Regions from separate parts of the Mus musculus genome. Here regions 1 and 3 are each linked to region 2. The links are chromatin contacts, called in public HiChIP or PLAC-seq and promoter capture Hi-C maps. All regions are on one chromosome and are shown on one strand. Each heading gives the region's core, a stretch centred on a gene start, on an enhancer-like site or on the middle of the called end of the contact. The rest is flanking DNA. Distances are from core to core; before and after follow the strand shown. Region 1 holds the start of Champ1 (chromosome alignment maintaining phosphoprotein 1). Region 2 holds the start of Cln8 (CLN8 transmembrane ER and ERGIC protein). Region 3 holds the start of 1700029H14Rik (RIKEN cDNA 1700029H14 gene).

Region 1 (3,455 bases), core at 792-3,291, 1.0 Mb before region 2:
AAGGTCAACAGAAAGCTAAATCAGTGTTGGCAAAGAGAACATAGACACAGCTGCCTTAAGACCATACCCTGGGAGTGGGGGTAAAGGAGAAAGGAATGTTGGCTTCCCAGGGACTGAAACTTTAACTCCTTTCAGGTCCCGGCCCTAGCCCCAAACTAGACCTACCAAGTCAGCCTCTTGGCAAGGACACAGAACTAATGTTCCCTTTGTCCTTTCATTGGAACCTCTGAGGAAGCCTTGGATTAACCTGGCTCCAAACAGGTTCCAGGAAGAGAAGAACCCAGATTCTCTGGAAGGGCAGCCAATGCTCTTAACTACTGAGCCATTGCTCAAGTCCTTCCTGGCTTAATATGCAACAGAACCTTAACAAGCAAAATCATCTGTCCACTACAGTATAATTCTCACAATGGGGTTCTCCAGCCAGAAGCAGTTCTGGTGCCTTCTGGGCACTTGCTAGATTCCTCAGACCTGCCTCAGGACTCAGCATCAGATGCTGTCAGCCTGGGGCCCTGGCCTTATTCTTCAGAGCACTAGGATATCTGTAGAGAGCCTCAACAGAGGGATTTTCTGCATCAGATTGACTATTGGACATTTTTTTTTTTAGTATAGAATAGAGTTTATTCAGGGCATGGGGAGGGGAGTTAAGAGGGTAGCAGAGGCAGAGAGAGGCAGAGAGAAGGAGAGAGCAGAGAAGCAGAGGCCAGCCATGAACATATGGAGAGAAAGGGGAAGGGAATGGGGAGAGATGAGGAACAAGGGGGCGAGAGGCAAGAGAGGCAAGAGTGTAAGAGCACTAGTGGGCATTTTTGTGGAGCATTTTCTTGATTGCTAACTTATGTGGGGAGACCCCCACACACTGGGGGCTGTTCCGTACCTGGGCAGGTGGGCCTAGGCTGTATAAGGAAGGTAACAAGCCATCTAGAAGAAAGCCAGCTAGGAATAGCACCAAGGTCTCTGCTTACTCAAGGTTCCTGCCTTGAGTTTCCTCAGTATCTTATAAAGTAAACCCTTTCCTCCCCTAAGTTCCTTGAAGGTGCCAAACATCCTCACTTAGAATAACAAGGGTTAGACTTCCAGCACCTCAAAAATTGAAAACAAGTTGGGCAGTGGTGGCACTCATTTTTTTTTTTGTTTGTTTGATTTTTTTTGTTTTTCTAGACAGGGTTTCTCTGTATAGCCCTGGCTGTCCTGGAACTCACTTTGTAGACCAGGCTGGCCTCAAACTCAGAAATCTGCCTGCCTCTACCTCCCGAGTGCTGGGATTAAAGGCGTGCACCACCATGCCTAGCGGCACTCACCTTTAATCCCAGCACTTGGGATCAAGAAGTGTGCTTGCTGACTCTTAGACAGTGACTGTTGGTGCAAACGGTCATGGATTCCCAAAAGTGGGTTAGGAATGCTTGTGGTGGCTCGTGCCTTTGAGCCCAGCACCTGAAAGGAGGCAGAGACAGGTGGATATCAGGGCTACATAGGGAGAGACGGTCTTAAAAAAAAACAAAGTCACTAATGTGTTATGTGTCAGACAGCGTGGGATGCTTAAATAAGGTGGCCCTGGGTTCATTTCTATCATCATTCAAGTCCAAAATGCAAGGAATCAAACCACTACCACCACCAATAACAACAAAAAGGCAAAAGCTTAAGAAATTACATAGGTGTATAAAGTAAGGTAAACTAGGTCCTCACAATCTTTCAAAGCAAACAGACTAATACTAAAACTAAAAGTGAATACATTTCAATTGCAATTGAAGCCAATTTTTAGAGTTTTGTGTTTGGAGACATGAAACCTGTTTACTGCCTTCGAAAAGCTTTGTATTTGCCTTGTATTTCTAGTTTAGACAGTATGTCTTATTGGAATGAATGAATGAACGCATCCTTATTAGGAAGGAACAAATCAAAAGACAAAAATAATCAAAACGAACCTACCAAACAAACAAACAAACAAAAAACCCAAACAATCAAAAGAGGGGTTAAGCAAAGAGACAGAAGCCCAGGCCTGGGGCTGGGCCCTTGCTTCCTCCGGCACAGCCCAGCTGGGAACCTTAGGGGCCGGGGGAAGGGGGCGACCCGGAGGCACGCGACGGCACTTCCGGTGCGAGCGCGCGGTACTTCCCGGCTGGTCCTGCGTCCAGCCGCCATTCCCGAGGCCGCACAGCCAGCCCAGAGTTTCCTGTGGGCGTTTCCTCCTCTTCACTTCAGGACGCCTCGCCGGATGGTGAGGAGCGGGCGGGCGGGCGCCTCGGTACGGGCTGCAGGGTTCGGCGGGAGGGCGGGCGCCGTGGTGCGCTTGGCGCGGCCTGGAGGCCGGAGCGCCCGGTGGCCTCATCCTTGCTCTCCGCCTCCGGGGCCAGCCTTGTGTTTTTCTTGCGTGGCGGCGCACAGGATGGGAGGGGGCGGTATCGGTCTGGAATCTGCTTTAGGGCTGCTGTCCCGAGGCTCCGAAGGTCTCTGGACGTGGACCGTATCCGGGCTTAGCCTCGCCCAGGTACCCTTTCGGATGGATGGCTGCAGCCTAGCGGGGTGTTTTCCCGAGAAAGGGCCAGCGCTTTGGCACTTGACTGTGGAGTGTAAACCGGTGCCAATCTAGTATTCCCAAACATTTAATTAATCTAAAGATCGCTCGGTGCCCAGAAGTTCTACCCCCAGGTCAACGGATCTTGCTTGTCAAGAACACAAGGAACTCAGAGCCATTAGCTACACTGTTAGTGGCACACACGTGGCCATGCACTGTCTCTCCTGTAAACTGTGGATCTCCTAAATTAGGCTGACGCTGCGGCTCGATGGTGAGCCCGTGCTTAGCAAGAGTGAGGCCTTGGGTTCCATCCCAGGACTTGGGAACAAAAAAGTGACACTTGTTACAAATTAGCTCACTGATCAACACAAGTTGTTAATGGAATTGGAAAACGTGTAGAAACGTAAGGGTTATTTGTGCTTTGTGTTGTTGTTGTTGTAGTTTTTAAAGAAAAACAACCAGTCAAAAATGTATAACCTTAAAAAAAAAGGCTATTCATAAAGAACAGTCTTATGGGCTGGAGAGATGGTGGCTCAGTGGTTGGGAGCACTGACTGCTCTTCCAAAGGCCCTGAGTTCAGATCCCAGTGACCACGTGGTGGCTCACAACCATTTGTAAGACAGCTACAGTGTACTTATATATAATAAAATAATAATAAGAAAAAACAGTCTTGGGCTGGAGAGATCACTCAATGGTTAAGAGGTCTGACTGCTCTTCCAAAGGTCCTGAGTTCAAATCCCAGCAACCACATGGTGGCTCACAACCATCTGTAATGAGATCTGATGCCCTCTTCTGGGGTGTCTGAAGACAGCTACAGTGTACTTATGTATAATAATGAATCTTTTTTTAAAAAAAGAAAGAACAGTCTTATTAGTATATACGTAGACTAATAGTGCCAACATCCTAGGTTGCTTTCTGTTGCTGTGATCAAAAAACACCTGTGGGG
Region 2 (3,214 bases), core at 341-2,840:
TGTATTTCTGGGCATGCCACACTGAACATTAATACCCAGGACTCGCATGGTAGAAAGAGATGTCTTCTTGAAGAAACAATGAAATATCGCAATGAGTACATTTTGCTACCAGGAAATGAGGGTTAAATTAACCCCCCCCCCCACCTCCATTAAAGTCATTCCAGTTTGCCTTCTCCAAACGGCCTATGACACAGTAACAGAGGGCAACTGCCTGAGACTAACAGTCGAGGTCATAGTGCCTGGGACAGGCAACTGTAACATCTGGATGGATGAGTGAGCTGTGTGGTGTGGGAACCTGACACAAGAGAGGCTTAAGGAGGGCTTAGAGGAGACATCCAGCCAGGCTGGCCAGATGGAAACAGTGCCTGGGGTGCAAACTTGCAGGTGATGATGCAGGAACTGCGGTCAGATAGGAAAGGTGTGTTTGTAAACAGTCTAACCCAGGCTGACCTTAAAATCAACTCCTTCCCTGAAGATGACCTTTAACCCCTGACCTTCCTATCTCCACCTGGCCAAAGGTCAGTATTACTAAACGCTGTTTACACACCCAGATCTCTCTTGTTATTTTGACACAGGGTTTCAAGCAGCTTAGGGTGGTCTTGAAACTATGTTATTGCTCATACCAGCCAAGTGGAAAAACTAAGGTGCCAACCATGGACTCTGGGGTGCACCAAATATTGATGAAACCTCAGGAAAATAACAGAACTTGAACGTCGGTGTAAAATCTTTGCTGTAAAGGGACCCTTATCACAAGTCACAGGGGCACAGGGCTGAAGTCACAGCTCATTAGCCATTCTATCCATCTTGTGTGATGTTTCTCAAAGGTATTTCTGCAGGTGGCCTGGTTAACTATGTTGCAATTCCTGGGTGTTCAGAGACAATATCAGAACCAGGAGGGTGGGTATGTACAGGACGCTATTCCTTCTAGTCTTTTAAACCAGCTATCTTGTTAATTATCAAGATATGGTATGATAAAGGGCTCTAGGGAGGACTCTGTTATGTGGCCACCTGTCTGCAATCCAGGGTAGGGTGGGCAATTGCCCTGTCTAGATAAGGGCCAGGCAATTGCAAGCACCTGACTAGCAGACATTGCACAAGGAGTGCTGAGGCCAGACGTGAATCCCGAGCCAGGTTGGTTTTCCTGCTATGCTAGGTAGATGAGGGTACTAAGTGCTGATTATCTGCTCAGAGAGAGGGGACTGATTCCGCACCTCTCACCGCTACCCTACCAGCCCCGCTTGGTTAGTAGGTACATGGAATGGGTCGGGAGGTCTTTGCTCTTCTCATAATGCTGGCTCTGAATTAGCTTCGGCTCTTAGCAGGAGCACAGGGTAGCTCTGCACACGCCTCACAGCCACCTTTTCCTAAGGGACCGTAAGCCCGAACTGTACTTGTGCAGACAGGAGCTGGTTACCACCGCCTGGAAGACAATGCTGCTGTAGCAAGGGACACAGTGCGGTCCATTTTGTCGGCCTGAGCAAGTTTTTCGACTCCATGCAGTCGCCTGGAGCTCTGGCAGCACCAACCAGGAGACGCGTGCGCTTGCGTTTCACCTCTGCGCTCTGACGTCAGAGGCCTTAGGGACTTAGGAAAGAGGGAAGGGACAGGGAGTGAAGGGGTGTACGTAGGAGGGTCTTGGGGGACGGTCCACACAGAGGATCGTGGAAGGTCAGTTGGGGTGGGGGTTGAGGAATTCCTCCACTGATCCCTCCGTACCACTCTTAAGGTCCCAGCACCAACTTGAGCTACGATAGTCAAATCTAGCATAGCGCGCTGCGAACTGTGTAGCCTGCTCCAGGCACCCCCATGGCGCTGGATGGGATGATCCTACCCCAACTCGTGCCCCCCGAGTCTACCTTGGTAGCGTCCTAGGGAGGCGAGGCTTAGGGCTTCAGCAGTGCGCGTGCGCAGTGGATAGTGTTTGCTCAGCGCGCGACACTGTCGTGGGTGATTTCTCCGGTGCTAGGGGCGGGATGGCCTGAAAGCGGGGTGCCCAGCTGAGGCGGGGACACAGATGGGCGTGGGGCCCTAGTCTCCAGTGCCACTCAGCGACCGGTATTCTATCTGGCTCCGGTCACGAGGTGTGTCTACGGCTCAGGAGCTCCTGGGACAGCGAGTCTAAGCAGCTGATGGACCAAGAGGCGGCGCCCCCCTTCTGCTCACCTGAATGCAGGTGAGACGTGAAGGGCACCCTGTATACACCTGCCTGCAGCAGCGCAGTCTTTGCTTGGCCACCCGAGGAGGAAGCATTCCATTTGGTGTATAGGTCCTGGGCCACCGTGGGCGCGGGTGGACGATTCAGACTGGGTCCGACTGGATAGGTCGACCTGGGTCGCAAGAGAACTTGGGGCAGCAAAGTGATGGACCACGGTCGCTGGGCTAGGTCTGTACAGTGCTAGGGGATGAGGAACTTGAGTGTGGATCATCATGGGACCAGAGGGTGAAAGGCGATGTTGGTCAGATCTCCGCGAGGTAGGACTGGGTGGTGTCAGCACTTAGTGAAGGGGAGCGGGAATAGGAAGGACCCCTAGCTCTCAGCACACCGTGGGAGGTCCTGGGGCTAGGGTGCTGCTGCCTTAGAAAAGGGTGCCTAAGCCCTTTTAGAAGGCTTTCAGAGTCGTCGGAATGACAGAGTAGGTGGCTGCTCCTAAGTACTGTTTGAATTCATGTCGGTATCGATATTTGTTTTCTGACCGTGTTTATGTATGAAATCTGTAGCTATACACTGGACTTGTTCCCGTGTTTTGTATTTTTTTATTTAAACTTTTCTCTAGGAAGAGTGGGAAAGGCTATGATTAAGGAAACCTCAGATATTCTGAAAATATGAGATTCCACTACACCCACCCAAGCTCTGGTAGACCCGCCCTAGCCTCTAGGTGCTAGTTGTTATGGAAACAAAGCTCCTAGACCTTGAAAGCTCTCCCTGTGCTATTCAGGACCGAATCTCTTCGGATAGTGAGAATCTGGAGAATCCGGCTAGGATAGTTAGTGGATAGGTAAATAAGTCCCAGTAGTGTTTCTCTTAGGCCACTGAGAACCACGTGGGACAGGATTAGTGAGGGGCATGCCCGATGTGCTGCAAAAGGCAAAGGCAGAGTAAACAGCTGCCGTGTGTTTATTCCTTTCTGTTAATAAAAAGGAAACGTTTTATCTAGAGAAAGACTGACTCAGCATGTGCCCCCAAACCCGTGGTATTGCTTAGGGCTCTCTCGGA
Region 3 (3,548 bases), core at 741-3,240, 1.3 Mb before region 2:
AGGCATCCCTGGCCTCCTGGGACACACTCACAGGCCTGCAAATGTCCTTATCTCAGTGTGGATTATTGAAGAGGCAGAACAGGAGATAAGAAGGGACCTTCCCAAGATGGCCACTGGCTGGAAATGGGATGACTTGTTCAGGAACATCCTGACCCCCATGCCTCACAGCGCTGAGGCCCATCATTGGGGTGATCTTGATTATCCTCTATCCTATCAGGCAGGAGGTACCTTGAATGTGCTCAAGGCTGAGGGGACCCTAACAAGCTGACATGAATTCCCTAGCTTCAGAGCAATAACTGTAGGGAGCTGTGCCAGGTGATCCTGGTTTTGGGGGGTGGGGGCAGGGAGGGCGCTAGTTGGCTGTGAGCTCTTCCAACTTGGCGTACTCCTTCTGCATGTAACTTCCTCCCCCAAACTTCCAGGGACCTGGCAGTTCAGCATAGTGTTCAATGGGAAGAGTTGTGCACAGATAACGTCTTTGAGGCTATATTCTGGGCTCTCCCCCAGAGTTGCCGTCTGGGCCAGACCTCAGCTGGAATTACCTGTTCCCCACAGTGGCTTTGTGACTCAGACAGAAATTCCAAAGTGCTAGAGAAGAGTTCTTATAGATCAAGCCCAGAGCGTGAGTTGGAGGGCTCCCTTACAGAGCTGGCTGGCCCTTTCCTGGGGGTTAACTTGCAGGCTAGTTGAGGGAAGTACAGGACAAACTTCCTCACCAGTTGATCCTCTTAGTCTTTCCATCCATTTCAAACCTCACCCCAATCTCCCATGCCTTCTCTCATAGAGATGCCGGCTGCTTAGCCACCTGCCTCCTTTCCAGAAAGGAGCCTGTCCCTTCTTGTACTTAGCACACCTGGCCTTGGTCTGTACCCTGTGTCCCTTTCTCAGGAGATCCCGTGCTTGTCTCTGCATTGTCTGAAGTGCTGTACTCAGAGTTGTTGACATCTGTGGATGTCCCAACAGTGAGAAGCAGAAGGCTGAGGCCTTCTGGCCAGGGCTGAGGGATGTTACACAGCTCTGCACTGTAATTCAGACCTTGGCAGTTCTCACATGCCCCAGGGAGAAAAAAGGGTAGGTTTCAGTTCAATCCCAGCCTCAGATAACAGTCTAGAGGGTCAAATAATGAAGGTGCCTGATAGGAGGTCTGCTGGTGACTTATTTTCAGAAGATTTAAAAATGGACGGGGAGGGTTGGAGAAACGGTGCTCAATGTAATTCCAAAGGTCTCAATTTTGATTTCCAAAACGCACATGGGACTCAAGTCTAATTCCAATGCCAGGGGATCCAAGGCCCTCTTTTGGTCTCTGCAGCACTGCATGTCCATAGTGTACATACACACGTGCAGGCAAAACACCCATATGTAAGATAAAAGGACTGGAAGCTCCCCACACTCCCAGAAACATGTACACATGTGACTGTGTTCCAGAAGACGCTAACTATTAGGAGACTCTTCCAGCCCTGATCTTTCTTATTAAGAAAAGCCCCAAGCAAAGAGCGGTCAAAAGAAAGGCAGGGTTTCCATTGCTTGGTGCAGTTCTGGAGTTGGAAACCAGCTACCTTCTCCTAATGGCAATGTGTCTTGCATGATACACCTACTGCCCATGTCCAGATGTCCACAAACTGTACTTTCTTAAGGCTGGGCCAGGTCTGCCTGCCCTCCCAGTCCTCCAGGAGGGAGCCACCCCTTACCTAGCTCCTTGCGTAGCAGCTTCCTGATGCAGACTGGTGGATCCCCCTTCTGGTGCAAGCCACCCACACTCCTGCTCCTCTGGAGTTCCGCCCCGTCACTGGCGGCCTTGAGGTATGCAGGGGTTATTCCTGAGGGCAGGGCGCCAGGCCCAGGCCGGTGCTTCCTGTGCGCGGCGGGGTCCTTCTCCATCCTGACCCAGAGGGAAGGAGGGCGTCACCAGCACAGCCTCAGACCAAAGGCATCTCTGCCAGCCTCTCCCTGCCTCTCTGCCAGCAAAGTGGTCCAGCGCGATCTCACTCACTGTTGCTATGACGCTGCTGTGACATCACAAGATAGAGCTGGATGGTTGTTGAGGGCTGTCCCAGAGGTCATGCTGGCTCTAGGTTTTTTGGTTTGGTTTTTTTTTTTTTTTTTTTTTTTTTTTTTGAGTTTGGCAGTTTGCTATCTGCCACTTTCCTGTACTTCGGTATTCTTTAACAGCGAGGGGCTTCTAGATGGCAGTGTCTCACAAATGTGTGCTCCTGAAGCCAGTGCTCTCTCCCATTTGAGAATCTTCCTGTTTCTATGGGCGTGAGGATGGCAGGAAGCAGAGTCAGGAAAATAAATGGCCCTGGGGCAGTGTGATCTGGTTTACATTCAGGCCCGTGGGTCAAAACTTACCACTGAGAGCAGGGCTTGGTGGGAGACATTTTGATGACTTACACAGACAGAGAAACCTGCCCACACAGGACCTCGACCTCAGTTGGGAACATGTCTCCCAGCTGAAGGCTAGAAATCAAGGAGGGGCAGGGATGTCTCCCCTGCAGCCTCTCCCAGGGTCTACAGATGTCATCTTCATGGACTATCCCCCCAATCTGTTTCTTCAGCTCCTCTATGACAGCAAACACAGTGGATTGGGGCTCCCCCCTGGTGCCAACATAGCATACAACTCTCCCCTGAGGGGATAGACATTTGCTTTACAGCTAAATACAAGTGACCACTGCCTCAGAGCACATTCAAACGAACACAAACTCAGTGTTCCAACCTACTAACCGTTGGACAAATTTTTTTCTTTTAAATTATGAGTATGTGTATGTCTGCGTGTGGATATGTGTTATGTGGATACGTGTTAGGGATTGGTCTGGTGCTGCTGTGTATTCAAATGCTAAATACTGGCTCCCAAGACCTGGTTGTGCCCAGTGAGCAGATCCTTATGTATACCAGTGATGCTATGAAAACCTTGCTCCCCAATTTAAAACCACTGGCTAAATAAAGGTGGCTATAGCCAGTTACTGGGGAGAATATGAAAGATGCGGTTTCAGACACTGGGCTGGGGGTTGCAGGTGGGGACCACGAGGAGGAGAAAGAGGGTGGATGAAGAGGGAACCGGAGACTCCCATTACATGTGATGGAGCAGGATCAGGTGCCCAAATGAAACGCACCCCCACCCCACCCCCAACCCCAGGTCAGACTTCTGGACCAGAAGTAACTGAGGTGGGATTCGAACAGCCAATTTTTGCTTTGGAGGAGAGCAGCTGAGAACAATACAGGCAGCCACGTGAAGTTAGAAAGGATTGCTGCATTAGATTAGCAGATAAAAATAAAAATAACTCCATGCAGAAAAAAGAAGGTATGTTATGTTGGGAGATTTTACATTTGTTCCATAGGAAAAGAAAAGCTATGGAGTCCTTCCAAATTGTTAAAGATCAATAAAGATCAGATACGACTGGAGAAGAGTCAAACCGCAAGTATTGGGGGAGTGCAGCTGGGAAATTAAGTATAATAATCTATAGAAATATAGATTAGGGGTAATTCCCCAATAATTGTACAAGACAGAATGAAATAATCCATAGGACTCTGCCTCGGTTATTGGGGGGGGG

What was found. Promoter capture Hi-C pulls out the DNA fragments that hold promoters and counts their contacts. HiChIP or PLAC-seq counts read pairs in DNA pulled down with a chosen protein or histone mark.
Region 1: a contact with region 2 is called in an H3K27ac HiChIP or PLAC-seq map of extraembryonic endoderm stem cells, with 8 times the contacts expected there. The contact joins the promoter of Champ1 here to the promoter of Cln8 in region 2. A contact is called at or near these places in 12 of 39 promoter capture datasets (the 3T3-L1 cell line, cranial neural crest, embryonic stem cells and 8 more), 13 of 115 datasets of contacts at active chromatin or transcription factors (embryonic forebrain, embryonic stem cells, extraembryonic endoderm stem cells and 6 more) and 1 of 9 other capture datasets (adipose tissue).
Region 3: a contact with region 2 is called in a promoter capture Hi-C map of embryonic stem cells, with 3 times the contacts expected there. The contact joins the promoter of 1700029H14Rik here to the promoter of Cln8 in region 2. A contact is called at or near these places in 4 of 39 promoter capture datasets (embryonic stem cells, hippocampal neurons, pre-B cells and 1 more).

What each region holds. Positions count from the first base shown.
Region 1 is chr8:13,867,600-13,871,054 of GRCm38.p6, forward strand. Champ1 (chromosome alignment maintaining phosphoprotein 1) reads left to right here and starts at 2,042. Exons shown (of 2, transcript NM_181854.2): 1 at 2,042-2,212.
Region 2 is chr8:14,886,946-14,890,159 of GRCm38.p6, forward strand. It overlaps Cln8 (CLN8 transmembrane ER and ERGIC protein), which reads left to right and starts at 1,591. Exons shown (of 3, transcript NM_012000.3): 1 at 1,591-2,173.
Region 3 is chr8:13,560,471-13,564,018 of GRCm38.p6, forward strand. It overlaps 1700029H14Rik (RIKEN cDNA 1700029H14 gene), which reads right to left and starts at 1,991. Exons shown (of 9, transcript NM_025601.3): 1 at 1,689-1,991. The coding sequence starts at 1,878.